2 separate regions of the Danio rerio genome follow, and region 1 is linked to region 2. Evidence: chromatin contacts called from public HiChIP or PLAC-seq data. All regions are on one chromosome and are shown on one strand. Each heading gives the region's core, a stretch centred on a gene start, on an enhancer-like site or on the middle of the called end of the contact. The rest is flanking DNA. Distances are from core to core; before and after follow the strand shown.

Region 1 (3,559 bases), core at 634-3,133, 330 kb before region 2:
TGGACATTTTTTCAAACTTTGTCAGGTTTGTCATCTAGTGGCAATATTAGCTGAATACATTAATGAAATAACAACTGACACTGAACAGCAATAAATAGGCTAAAGTATAGTGAAAATAATCAAATAGAAAATAGACACACTGTAGTCCGAGTTCCAGTTAAAAATACAATCCTCTGTGGTGTCTTTCTGTCCATCATTATGAGTGTATTTTGGTCAAATGAAATGTCGTATTCTCTGCAGATGAGGAAGTTTTTAGATTTCACCGCATCTGAATTACACTTCCATGTTATTTACCTGTCACGTGTTAAGCTAAAATCAGAAAGAGAGAGTAAACAAGTTACATTTTTAAAAGTTGACAGAAAATTTGTATACATTTAAAAGCTAAAATGTACAAACATTTTAAGGAAGAATTAATTTTGAGGGAGTTTTGTCAGTCTGTGTTGATAGTTGAGCTCCAGAAAACCTGAGATGCTTGGTCAGTTAATGAAATAAATAACACCATTTCAGAATAAGAGGATAATTCTGTTCACAGCAGAACTGTTACTATGTGAAAGAACCATTTAAGAATCATCTCTTTTGCAAGAGTTTTTACATGATGTAAAATTATGTATTATTTATATAAAAAACATAAACCTTTTGCCTTTTATTAAACCTCTAAAATTTTGTGAGCGACTGGTGGCCTCAAACTAACTAGCGTTCACTCAATGTACTGCATTCTAGCGTACTCTGCTGGACGTTTAAGGTACTAAACGGAATTGTCAATTAAAAAATATATTCATGAATGAAAATATACAACCACAATCAGGAGATCAATATAAAAGAGTTATATTAACTGCAGAAAGAAAAAACACTAAAAAACAAAGAAAGGGGTAAGTAAATTACAAGTGTATGATAATTAATAAATTAAGAGCATTACAGGAAAGCTATCTAAATCAAATCAAAGTCAATAGACTACAGTTCTTCAATAGAACCAAAAATCTGACACATTTTTATGTCAACATATTTTGAAATTAACGTGTTAACCAGATATATTTTATGCAATATTTGAAAGTGGATTTCTTTAGTTTTATTAGGAAGAAAGTGTTTATGAGGCAACAACTAAGCTTTTCTCCAGTCTATATTATTAATTAATGCAACTCAAGAATCATTTGATGAAACATGTTTGCTCTTCATTTGTATCATTTGTTGTTTCCAGATAAATAAGCTGTATTTTCAAACCCTTACAAAAACTATCGCAACATTTTCAAAATACTTAATTCTGTATGATTTATGAACCATTTTCAAAATAAACTAATTAAAAATCCCCCACTACTTCAGAAATTGCACAGCATACTGTTGCAAAAAATAGAATATATATATATATATATATATATATATATATATATATATATATATATATATATATATATATATATATATATATATATTATATATATATAATCTTATTTTTTTTATATCTTTTTGTAATTTATATACCATTACTTTCCCTAAACACTATGAAATGAGGACAGGAGAAGAGGGTAAAATTATGTGAAATATCAGTCAAGGTGTTAACATTTTTTATTTGTATTTTCAACATGTATTATATTACAATAATCATTGTTTTGACATAAGATTATGTACGTTGGCATGAACTTAAATCTTTATTCGTTTATATATATATATATATATATATATATATATATATATATATATATATATATATATATATATATATATATATATATATATATATATATATATATCAAATGTTTTTTTTTTATTTTAACCCAACAAACTATTTTAAAATGAATCTACCTCGACGTTCCAATAGTGTCCACTGGAGGCGCTACAGGTCCGCCGTTTAATTCTTACTTCAACTCTTGTGAATCACAGCGTTGTCACCGGTCCAGTTTCACCCCGCCCGTCCGCTTGGAGTCTGTCGCACAGTCGCTATGGACGCACGTCACTTAGTTAAACTACCCGCACTTGGGATATCATCTGTTTATTGCAGGCTCTTCGACTGAGGAGGAGACCCGCCGGACGCGGAGTGATGAACAGCGACCCCGAAACTACGGAGTTTGCGTTTGTAACGTTATATCCGTGAACCTCCATCTGGACACAAGAGACTGCCAGACATTTCTGGACGTTTTAGTTGCTAATTAGTTGCTTCAGTGATGTTACTCGACACAGATGTGGTTCTGTTACACTATCATCTTTTCGCTGTCTATGGGAAAAGATTATTGAGCGCTATAAACTTTTAACTTTGTGTTTGTGCTCTGTAACTGTGACGTCGCTAAGAGGATCTACTGTTACCCGAGCTCTGTACTCAACTCCAGACCGGGGCTCGAAACCCGGCCCGCTTCGAGACATTTTTTTTTGTCATTTAGGTAACTTAAGGAGTGTTACAAATGACTACTCTTTAAAAAAATGAGTCGAAATCGCTAGAGGAAATGAACGAGCGTATATAAAGGAGATCTATTGTTACATGTGAATGCACGCGGACAGAATGGCGTCATATGTGGACAATAGTTTTCGGCACGCGATCATGAAGATCCCAGCCGACAGGACGCAACAGGTATGAGACATACTACTGTATTAATGCTGCCTAAATAGGGAACAAACGCAGTTTGCTGCTACACAATAACTAAAGTTACAGTTTAGGGAAGCAGTGTAAATGAATCGATGTAAACAATCCAAACTGACTTTAAAACGTCTCAGTGCAATAGTTTTAGTTGTGTTGCAACGCCCAATTTAGTTATAACTTTACAACTAAAAGCTTGCACAACTCAAGCTGAAATACAACTCAATAAATTGGTCCATACATTGGTGTAGCAGTCGATTCTGTTCCCGGTTTACTCAGTCTAGGCTGACTCACATAAAAAATGTCTCAAAGGTATGTTTATACGACTTACGCTGACTTGCATCTCAGAAAGTTTGTTTATACACTAATAAATGAATTGTGCAACTCAAGCTGCTTTAGAACATCTCAACATATGGATTTAGATTTATAAATTAAAATGTTTTAGTTTATAAAACTAGAAAGTTGTTTATACAACTGAAGCTAACTTACAACTTCGCAACAAGACCATTTATATAATCCAAGCTGACTTACAAAGTCTTCTGTCTCAATATTGTTTACACAACTAGAAAATAGTTTGTGCAACTAAAGCTCGCTTAAAACATCTCGATTCAATTGCTTGTTAAACTCAGCCTGACATTCAACAGTGTCTGAATAATTTGGTTTATAAAACTAGGAAACTGCTTATGCATGTAAATTTGACCTGAAACATCAATATATCTATGTATGCCAATAGAAGACAAAGTGTTACGCAATGGTTTATACAACACAAGACGAGTTTATACATCTAAAACTGACTTGAAATATCTCCAGGAAATAGTAAGACATTTTCATACACAGTTGACTTGAATTCTCTGGTGCGCTCAGACATTGGAGACATAGTTTCATTTAGACCAGCTTGTATAAAGGCGCCAAGTAATTTTGGTCATTTGTGGTGTCTCTTTAGTATGTAACCAAAACAAAGTCAAGCGTCTTACTGTTTTGTTCCACATTTCTGCT
Region 2 (3,751 bases), core at 610-3,109:
TAAGGCTTCGGTTTAAGTAACAATTCTCACTATTAACTTGTGGCTTTTTACCTGCCTGTTATTAAGATATTGCCTGTTTATTAGTACTAATAAAGTACATATTCGGCATAATCCTATTCTACACCCCTGATGATTTAATAACTTAATAACTAGCTTAATAACTATTAATAAGCAGCAAATTAGGAGTTTGTTAAGCTAAAAGTAATTTATTAATAGCAATAAATTGCAAACAATTGTACCTTTAAAAAATAAAGTGTTACCAAACTTTTAAATGTATGTTTTGGTAATTACTGTGCATATTTGGTACTAAAAATGTAGGCAAAATGATAGCAAGAGAAAGTCTGTTGTTTTAGTTATTAATACTTCATCTATAAAACACAAATGAGAGCTTGTGGTGGAAAAGAAGCAAATATAATATTAATAATAGTAATAATCATAATTTAATTTAATTTCCCTTGGCTTTGGCCTATGGTTTCATGAGGGGTTGCCACTGCGGAAGGAACTACCAACTAATCCAGCATATGTTTTACACAGCGGTTGCCCTTCCAGCGCAACCCATCGCTGGGAAACATCCATACACACTTATTCACACACATACAATATGGACAATTTAGTTTTCCCAATTCACATATACTGCATGTCTTTGGACTGTGGGGGAAACCGGAGCACCCGGAGGAAACCCATGCTAACATGAGGAGAACATGCAAACTCCAGCTAAGACTTGAACCAGCGACCTTCTGGCTGTGAGGTGACAGACAACTGAGCTAGTGTCGCCTCTGATAATGATAATAATAGCAACAAATTAAATATACAGTAATTTAAACCATACAGTAAATTGAAATACTTTTCAAGTATTTTTCTTTAAGTATTATCATTACATTTTTATAAAAAATTAAGTATTAAAAAACAATAGTAAGTAAACAAAATAATAGTATAATACAAATTAGCAAATGAAAAATATATATAAACTGTGAATAAATATTACCAAGTACAGTACTGTATTAAGTGGGAAATCCTTAGCACTACAATGTAATGCAATATAATCTAAACATTTTTATAAATTCAGATTTATTCATTTTTCACTGTTGAAATGAGAACAAACAAGATAAACCAAGTATTAAAAATAAAATAATAATACACAAAACAAGCTTAAAACTTGTATAATGATGCCAAAAAGTAACAAATATAAAAACAATATAAAAATATAAACAATATTTTAAGCTCATTTTTTGTATTCAAGGTAAAAAAATAATTATGAATTAAAATAAAATAAAAAGAATAAAACTTTAAACTAATACTGAAACAATATAAAATAAGGTATAATTGTATATAATAAATTCATACATCAGAACTATGACAGCACAGTTATTAAAATTAAGTTAATGACATAATAAACATGATAACAAGAACTGAACAATTTCGTAAAAATTATATATAATAATATAATTTATAACTTCTGTTTTACTAATTTGTACATTAAAAATAAATCTAAAAAAATCATACAGGCACAGCATATTATACACAGAAGTGTTTTTTAAAACAATAGGAAACATTAATTTCCCAAGACATTACATACATTTCATTGATCATAATTTGAGGCTCGTCATAAAAAGGAAAAGTTCTCGCTTCAGTTCGTTGAGGTTATGAAACACTCGCGCTTTTTAATTGGGTGGATCTGCGAAAAATCGAGGTCTGGCTATCGCCAGTTCATTCCCTCAACCAATCAGAGTGCCGTCTCTACCCGCACACGTCAGTCTCCTTCTAATCTGAGCCAATCGGCGCCCGTCTTCAGCCCGCACTCGTCCTCTCCTCTTGCCTCATCCAATGGTCTTATGTGAACTTTCTTTACATTAAAAGCGTCCTACAGTTAACGCAGGTAGAAGGACTTCTTCTCACAGGTGAGTCAACAACATAGAAATCAACACTCTTAAATATTCACACGTTTGTTGTTCAGATATAATTTAATAAATATGACATTTAGAATATTTGCGCTTTTTCGAATACATGATGTAGCGTTGCTGCTGCAGAAGAGTGTAAACAAGATCAATTTCAGTATTACTGCTGGACTTCCTGTTGATTTGAGGGATTGTTTCGATAGATATTTGCTTTTGAGGGATAAACGTTTTTAGAGATTAAATATTTGTAGTTTGTTAATTGAGGTAAAGTTGGTTTTATATTCGCACATTCAGACTTTCTTCTTAATAATGTCATTTCAGAAAAGCATTATTTTCAGATTCTAAATAGGTAACGTTAAATCGCTCACATCACGCATACACAATGAATGTTTGTACGTTATTGTAATTTGTCATCTGTAATTATTTTAAAGTGTATTATGTTATGAGATTTAAGAGCCTGAACGGTTAATTAACATGGAGTAAGTTAGCCTAATATATAACCTTAATTTATGTTGGCATTTGTGTAATTCTAATTATTGTGAAGATTGTTTTGTAATGTATGGTTATTAAAATAATAAACAGAGCTGCCTAATATTTAACTTTAACCATAATGTTTTATGTGACACTTTCAAAATGTTACATAAAATACTATGGTTAAATATTAGGCTGTTCCATGTTCAGTCTCAAATCACATAAACTTTGAAATGAATACACATGATAAAATCACAATAACAAACTATTGAGGTAAAGTTGGTTTTATATTCGCACATTCAGACTTTCTTCTTAACAATATCATTTTAGAAAAGAATTATTTACAAAATGAAGAGATTACTGTAAATATGTGTAGGTTGTAATTGTTATTTTATCATCTGTATTCATTTTAAAGTGTATTATGAAGTGATTTAATAGCCAGACTGGTTAATAAACATGGAGCAGCCTAATATTAAACCATAATAATTTACACATACCTGTAGTGTTTTAGCTTATTTTGTAATGTATGGTTTTAAAATAATAAACATGGAGCCACCTAATATTTACCCATAATATTTAATGTAACACTTTTCTGTGATTAGGGCAAAGTTGGTTTTATATTCGCACATTCAGACTTTCTTCTTAATAATATCATTTCAGACAAGTAGGGATGCTCCGATCAGGATATTTTAACAGATACAGAGTGCCGATTCCTCATCATGTTGATTTGCCGATACCAAGTACCGATTCTGATTATTTAAGCTCTATATAACTATATACAGATACCGATCGATCGAGCATCCCTACAGAAAATTATTATTTGCAAATTCTAAATGGGTAAATCACTTTAGCAGCCAATGACTATCAAAGCACAACATTGTTCACAGTTGATTAAATAGTGCTAATGTTTTGAAGTGAGAAGTTGTTTTGAAGGAATGTGCGAATATGAAACCAACTTTACCTCAACTTTCCTGTAAAAAACTTTCCAGCATTTTATGTTTAATATTAGAATTATTTATAGTTATGCAACCTGAGTAGGCATGGGATGATAACTATTTTCAAGGTATACCACAGTTTGGAAAGTCAAGGTTTTTAAACTTTACCGTAAGCTTTACTGTTATTACGGTATCGATAAGATTTTTTTGTTTGCTTGTTTGCTTTTATTTTTTTAGGATAACAGTATCCCCAGCAGAAAAGATCTTCAAAGACGCCGTTTTAAATTGTAAAGAAATCTGTTTTAATGAAGACCGCAGAATCCAATGATTCATTTTAATAATTCAGCCTGACATGTTTACTGTAACAAAATATTTTTAATGTTTGTCAAAAAAAAATATATTGTGTTCAAAGGGGAAACAAGTTTTAGGTTTTTACCTAGACATTTAAAA

The links. HiChIP or PLAC-seq counts read pairs in DNA pulled down with a chosen protein or histone mark.
Region 1: an H3K4me3 HiChIP or PLAC-seq map of gastrula embryo shows a contact between it and region 2, with 3 times the contacts expected there. The contact joins the promoter of rapgef2a here to the promoter of msmo1 in region 2.

The regions. Positions count from the first base shown.
Region 1 is chr1:22,765,160-22,768,718 of GRCz12tu, reverse strand. rapgef2a (Rap guanine nucleotide exchange factor 2a) reads left to right here and starts at 1,883. Exons shown (of 27, transcript XM_073950842.1): 1 at 1,883-2,557.
Region 2 is chr1:22,438,390-22,442,140 of GRCz12tu, reverse strand. It overlaps msmo1 (methylsterol monooxygenase 1), which reads left to right and starts at 1,859. Exons shown (of 6, transcript NM_213353.1): 1 at 1,859-1,898.